Linked DNA regions of Pan troglodytes: region 1 is linked to region 2. Evidence: chromatin contacts called from public HiChIP or PLAC-seq data. All regions are on one chromosome and are shown on one strand. The core of a region is the stretch at or near the end of the contact, and the rest is flanking DNA. Distances in the headings are between cores, read along the strand shown. Region 1 holds the start of DDX55 (DEAD-box helicase 55). Region 2 holds the start of OGFOD2 (2-oxoglutarate and iron dependent oxygenase domain containing 2).

Region 1 (2,965 bases), core at 359-2,858, 610 kb before region 2:
AGCCTGTAATCCCAGCACTTTGGGAGGCCAAGGCGGGTGGATCAGGAGGTCAGGAGTTCAAGACCAACCTGGCCGAGATGGTGAAACCCCGTATCTACTAAAAATACAAAAAATTAGCCGGGCATGGTGGCAGGCACCTGTAATCTCAGCTACTTGGGAGGTTCAGGCAGAGAACTGCTTGAACCCGGGAGGCGGAGGTTGCAGTGAGCCAAGATCGCACCATTGCACTCCAGCCTGGGCAACAGAGCGAGACTCCATCTCAAAAAATAAAAAATAAAAATAAAAATAAAAACCTCAGGTCCCTGTAGAGTCTTCTCTTTCCTAACCTCCACTTCCAGTCCCTTAGCAACCTTAAAGCTATCCCAAATGTGACTTCTCAGTATCCACTGGTTCCACCCTACTCCAAGTCACCATCATCTCTTACCTGACAATGGCCTCCTAAGCGACCTGCCTGCTTCATCTCTTATGCCTGGAAAGGCCACTCTCTACAGAGAAATCACAGCCCTTCCCTTCCTAAACATCCTCCCAGATAAGATGGCTTCCCACTACATTTAGAATGAAATCCAAGCGCCTACAAGACCCTGCACAATCCATCTCTTACACTACTCTTGATGTTCAGCCACAAAGGCCTCCTTTCTGCTGCTCAAACCATTTGCAGCCTGCCCCAGGGCATTTATGTGCACTGGTATTTCTCTCCAGTGGAATAATCTCCCCCTAGTCACCACAGAGCCAGCTCCTTCTCAATCACTGAGGTCTCAGCTCAATGCACCTCCTCAGAGAGGCCTTCCTTAACACCCTATCTCACCTCCTCTACAGTCCTCGCGCGACACTGTCTATCACAACCGTCTTAGTTCTTTCATAACACTTACCAGCAGCTGAAATTATCCTTTCTCTAGCTCTTGCACTAGAAAGTAAGGCTATGAGCAGATGCCAATACTGCAAACTCCCCAGAGCCTAGAAGAGTTCCTGACACATAGCAGGTCCTCAAGAAATATTCTTGAAGAGATGCAGAACAACGGTAACCCTTACTGAGCTCCCATAGTGTGCCGACTGGTTTATTTAGTCCCCACAGCAACCCCATAAGGAGGGTGTTATTTTTTCGTCATTTCACAGAGAAGGAAAATGAAGCACGGAGAGGTTAAGCCATTTGCCCGAGGTCTCACAGCTACAGCGAGCAGGGCCAGGATGAGAACCAGGCTTGAGACCACAGCACCCGAGGGCGGGGTGGGTCGCGGCCCCTCTGCCGGCTCGCTGGCCGGGCAGCTCCGCATTCCGCCAGTCTGGGCAGCCTGGAGACGAGGCAAGAGCCCCAGCTGGAGGGATGAGCGCCCCAGGGCTCAGATCTGTCCGATCACCTCCGGTGGGTCCGATGCAGCGGGTGCCTGCCCCTCTCCCAGCCTCACTCCCCCGCCCCAGGGAACCGATACCTGCACCGGCGTCATGTACGGGAAGCCCAGCTCCCGCAGCGCGCCCAGCACCTGCGGGTGCAGCGGCACAGGCAGCGATTCCCAGGAGCCCTCTGTCACATGCTCCATGGCGCGCTCCTTCGCCGCCTCGGTCGCCGCTGCTCGAACGCGCCTTGTGCACCCACAACGAGCACTTCCGCTTCCGGCAGCTCCGGCGGACGGCCGGGAACTTCGCTGGAGCAGCAGAGTTCCGGAGCGCGGCGAAGGCTCCCACGCCGCGGGAGGGAGGAAAGGCGCCCGCGGGACGGTGGAGGCAGGCGGCAGGGCAGGCCTGGGGAGTTACACCCGCCCCGCACAGCGCCCTGGGCTCCGGGCGCCTCTCCGCACCGGGCAGGAGTTTTGGCGGGAGGGATTCTGGCCCGGCCTTCCCACTTTCTCTGCCCCTCGGAGGCAGGTGGCAGCACAGGACCGCGTCCAGGCCGAAGGACAGCGGGGCTGGCTACCGTGGGCAGAGAAACGTGTCGGGGACCCGGGTTAGCAGCCCTGCAAAACAGGCACCCGCTGATGGCCGGTACGTCCTGAATGTTGGGGTCCGATGGCCGGTACGTCCTGAATGTTGGTTTACTTTCCCGGAAGTTAGGGTCAGAGTCCTAACTAAGAACACTGTCCCATTCCTCTGTTCACTGTTTGCCTGGGCCATTCATGTCCACATACAACTTCACTCAGAAAGCTGTTTTTGGTTTGTTTGTTTGTTTGTTTGTTTGTTTGTTTTTGAGACGGAGTCTCGCTCTGTTGCCCAGGCTGGAGGCTGGGCGCGATCTCGGTTCACTGCAAGCTCCGCCTCCCGGGTTCACGCCATTTTCCTGCCTCAGCCTCCCGAGTAGCTGGGACTACAGGCGCCCACCACCACGCCCGGCTAATTTTTTGTATTTTTAGTAGAGATGGGGTTTCACCGTGTTAGCCAGGATGGTCTCGATTTCCTGACCTCGTGATCCGCCCGCCTCGGCCTCCCAAATTGCTGGGATTACAGGCGTGAGCCACCGCGCCCGGCCTTAACTCAGCAAACTTTTATTGACCACTCATTATGTGCCCTCTATGAGGGCCTATCTCCTCCACCTATGTGCATGGCTTGCTCCTGTTGAGGCTCTGAAAACGAAACCCCAAAGTGAAGGCCCCAGAGGCAGCCTCAGAAGCAAGTTTCTCTCTGACCTTCTGCTCCCTCTCTGATCTCTGATTCTCTGAGGCTAGCCATAGAAACTCAAGAATCCCTCTTGCCCATGACGGAGCATAGAAACGGGAATCCCTTTTCTCCACAGTCAGCCATAAAACCTAAAAATATTACTCTCTCTCCACCTTTCTGTGAAAAAACTGGCCATAAAGAAATTATTGGCCTGGCACGGTGGCTCACGCCTGTAATCCCAGCACTTTGGGAGGCCAAAGCGGGCAGATCTCAAGGTCAGGAGTTCGAGACCAGCCTGGCCAATATGGTGAAACCCCGTCTCTACTAAAAATACAGAAATTAGCCGGGCGTGGTGGCGCATGCCTGTAGTCCCAGCTAC
Region 2 (2,700 bases), core at 120-2,619:
GGCATGACTAGGCAACTTAGCAACTTAGCATTTCCCCTTCTCTCTCCTGGTGCCAAGACTCAGGTGTGGAGGGATGAGTGGGGGGCAGGAAGGAGGAAAGTGAGGGCCTAAGTGACCCTTCAGGGATCAGGGACTGAGGCTAGGCTCAAGCTGTGTCCTCAAGCTGCGGACACAAATCTAACGAGGAGCTGTGCAGGGGCAGGGGACTGGTACCTCTGCTAACAGCTGCTGGAAGTCCTTGGCGCTAACACAGCCTCGGCTGCGCAGGATCTGGGAGCAGAAAGAACACTGAGCATGACTGTATGACCTGAGGAAATCCCTTCACTCTCTAAGCCTCAGTTTCCCCTGCTTAAAATGGGGAGAGGAGCCCCGACCTCAAAGGATCATGGAGAGAATGAACTGCGGAACCCTGTCAAGCTCAGGACAGGGCTCCGGGCTGGTGTTGCTGTGAGGCGGCAAGCTGACCCCGGCCCTGTCCTAAGCACCCTACATGCTTGTTCATTCCTTCCTCACAATCTCACAGGGAGATACTATTACCCCTTTACGGTGAGAAAACCGAGGCAAAGAGAGGCCGTCATTCTTGTATTTGAAGATACGGTGCGCGGCGTGCGCAAAGCAAACGACCCTGGGGACGAACTTCCCTCCTCCACTACCCCTCTCTGCCCACTGCTCCGTAGGGACGACAGCGGCCACTCACCGGGCCGTAGTCCCGGCGCAGCTGCTGCTCGCCTCGAAAGCGCACGTGCAGCCCATAGCGCGCCACGTACAAGTTATCGGTGCAGAAGCAGGCGCAGCGGCAGAAGCGCCGCGGAGCCCCCACCGTCGCCATAGTGAAGCGCCCACAGCCCTACCAGCTTCCGTAGAGAGACTTCGGGCACGCCCCCAACCGCGGGAGGCGCGGAACCAGCGGCCAAGGGGCCGCTCTAAGTTCCCAAGGGCGGAAAAGGACGAAGACGCACCTCGCCAGGAAACAGTCTGCGGAGAAAGATGCTCCTGGGCCGGGTTGGGACCGGCGGCCTCCTCGTTCCGCCTCCCAGTTTTCCCACTACGAGGCAGGGACTAATGGCTCCACTTTACAGACAGCTGAACTGGGTCGCGCCTTCACAGGACGGGGAAAGGAAGGGACTCGGAGCCCCAAGGCCTTTGACTTAAACGCCGACCCCCTCCCCCGTCTGCCCGGAGCTCGTGGAGAACCAGCCGAGCCCACGGGGAAGGCTGAGGACAGTTTAAAGAGCTCGGAGGTCCGACTAGTTCCCGCTGGTGCTTCAATCATCCAGCCCTGTACGTTTCAGTTTGGATTTAGCATCTACCCCGGGTCCCTGCCTGGCGCTTCCGGTCCCTCCGCCACAGTCTTGGATTACCTCAGATTGCCCCAGTGAGTGTCTCCGCCAAAACGCTCCGTCTCGCATTACTTCCGGTGGCGTTCCCAATGGACGCGGGAGGGCGGGGTCAGGTGTGGGAGGGCGACGGGGCGTGGTCTCACCGCAGCCAACAAATGACAACTCTTGCAGACCGAGCCTCTTCTCTCCCCGGACCTTTGCTCAGGAATCTACCAGCATTAAACCTTTGAGCTAGGTACTATTATATCACCGTCTTACGGATGAGGAAACTGAGACCCAGAGAGGCACAGGGACCCGCCGCAGGTCACACATCCAGTAAGGGGCAAATATGGCGTTTGAACCCTACAGAGTTCCCCAGTTAACCACCACAGGGCTTCTGGGAGTGGTGGGAGTATGTGGGATTTGGGGTTTTCTCGTGCAGAGCTGCCCGGCCCGAGAAGGTGTTTAACGTTTTACAGTCGTCTTGATTGCCCAGTGATAGTGAGAGGCCCTGTTATCTAGGAAAGGATCCATTTCCCCAGATCAATGTTCATTACCCGCCTAACTGCCCTTTTTCCCCAGGAGGCCCAGGGCAGGTCGGCTCCCCAGCCACCCACCAGGCAGGCCTGGCACATGCAGCACCCCACCCCACCCTCACCCCCTCTCCGTTTGCAGCAGTTTGCAAGATGAGCGTGTTGTACCTATCAGTTTATTTATTTGTTTATTTACTTTTTGAGATAGAGTTTCACCCAGGCTGGAGTGCAGTGGCGCGATCTCCGCTCACTGCAACCTCTGCCTCCCGGATTCAAGCAGTTTTCCTGCCTCAGCCTCCCGAATAGCTGGGATTATCGGCAGGCGCCACCACGCCCAGCTAATTTTTTTGTTTTTTGTTTTTTGTTTGTTTGTTTGTTTGTTTTGAGACGGAGTCTTGCTCTGTCGCCCAGGCTGGAGTGCAGTGGCACGATCTCGGCTCACTGTAAGCTCCGCCTCCCGGGTTCACGCCATTCTCCTGGCTCAGCCTCCCGAGTAGCTGGGACTACAGGCGCCCGCCACCACGCCCGGCTAATTTTTTGTGTTTTTAGTAGAGACGGGGTTTCACCGTGTTAGCCAGGATGGTCTTGATCTCCTGACCTCGTGGTCCCCCTGCCTCGGCCTCCCAAAGTTTTTGTATTTTTAGTAGAAACGGGATTTCGCCATGTTGGCCAGGCTGGTCTAGAACTGAGACCACTGCGCCCGGCCTGCTTATCAGTTTAGATTGGTCCTCTCCATGGACCCTCTCCTCCTTCCAGACACTCTGGGCTCAGTCACCGAAGGGAGCAGCAGCAAGAAGAATATTTACCAGCAAGTACTGAATCAACATGTGCTACCAGCCAGCACTGAC

The links. HiChIP or PLAC-seq counts read pairs in DNA pulled down with a chosen protein or histone mark.
Region 1: a contact with region 2 is called in an H3K4me3 HiChIP or PLAC-seq map of stem cell-derived excitatory neurons, with 4 times the contacts expected there. The contact joins the promoter of DDX55 here to the promoter of OGFOD2 in region 2. A contact is called at or near these places in 1 of 7 Hi-C or Micro-C datasets (stem cell-derived neural progenitor cells) and 1 of 1 datasets of contacts at active chromatin or transcription factors (stem cell-derived excitatory neurons).

The regions. Positions count from the first base shown.
Region 1 is chr10:130,423,676-130,426,640 of NHGRI_mPanTro3-v2.0_pri, reverse strand. DDX55 (DEAD-box helicase 55) reads right to left here and starts at 1,608. Exons shown (of 14, transcript XM_001170267.7): 1 at 1,428-1,608. The coding sequence starts at 1,535.
Region 2 is chr10:129,817,281-129,819,980 of NHGRI_mPanTro3-v2.0_pri, reverse strand. OGFOD2 (2-oxoglutarate and iron dependent oxygenase domain containing 2) reads right to left here and starts at 1,369. Exons shown (of 8, transcript XM_063785224.1): 1 at 960-1,369; 2 at 214-270. ABCB9 (ATP binding cassette subfamily B member 9) reads left to right here and starts at 865. Exons shown (of 15, transcript XM_054663774.2): 1 at 865-1,375; 2 at 2,609-2,700.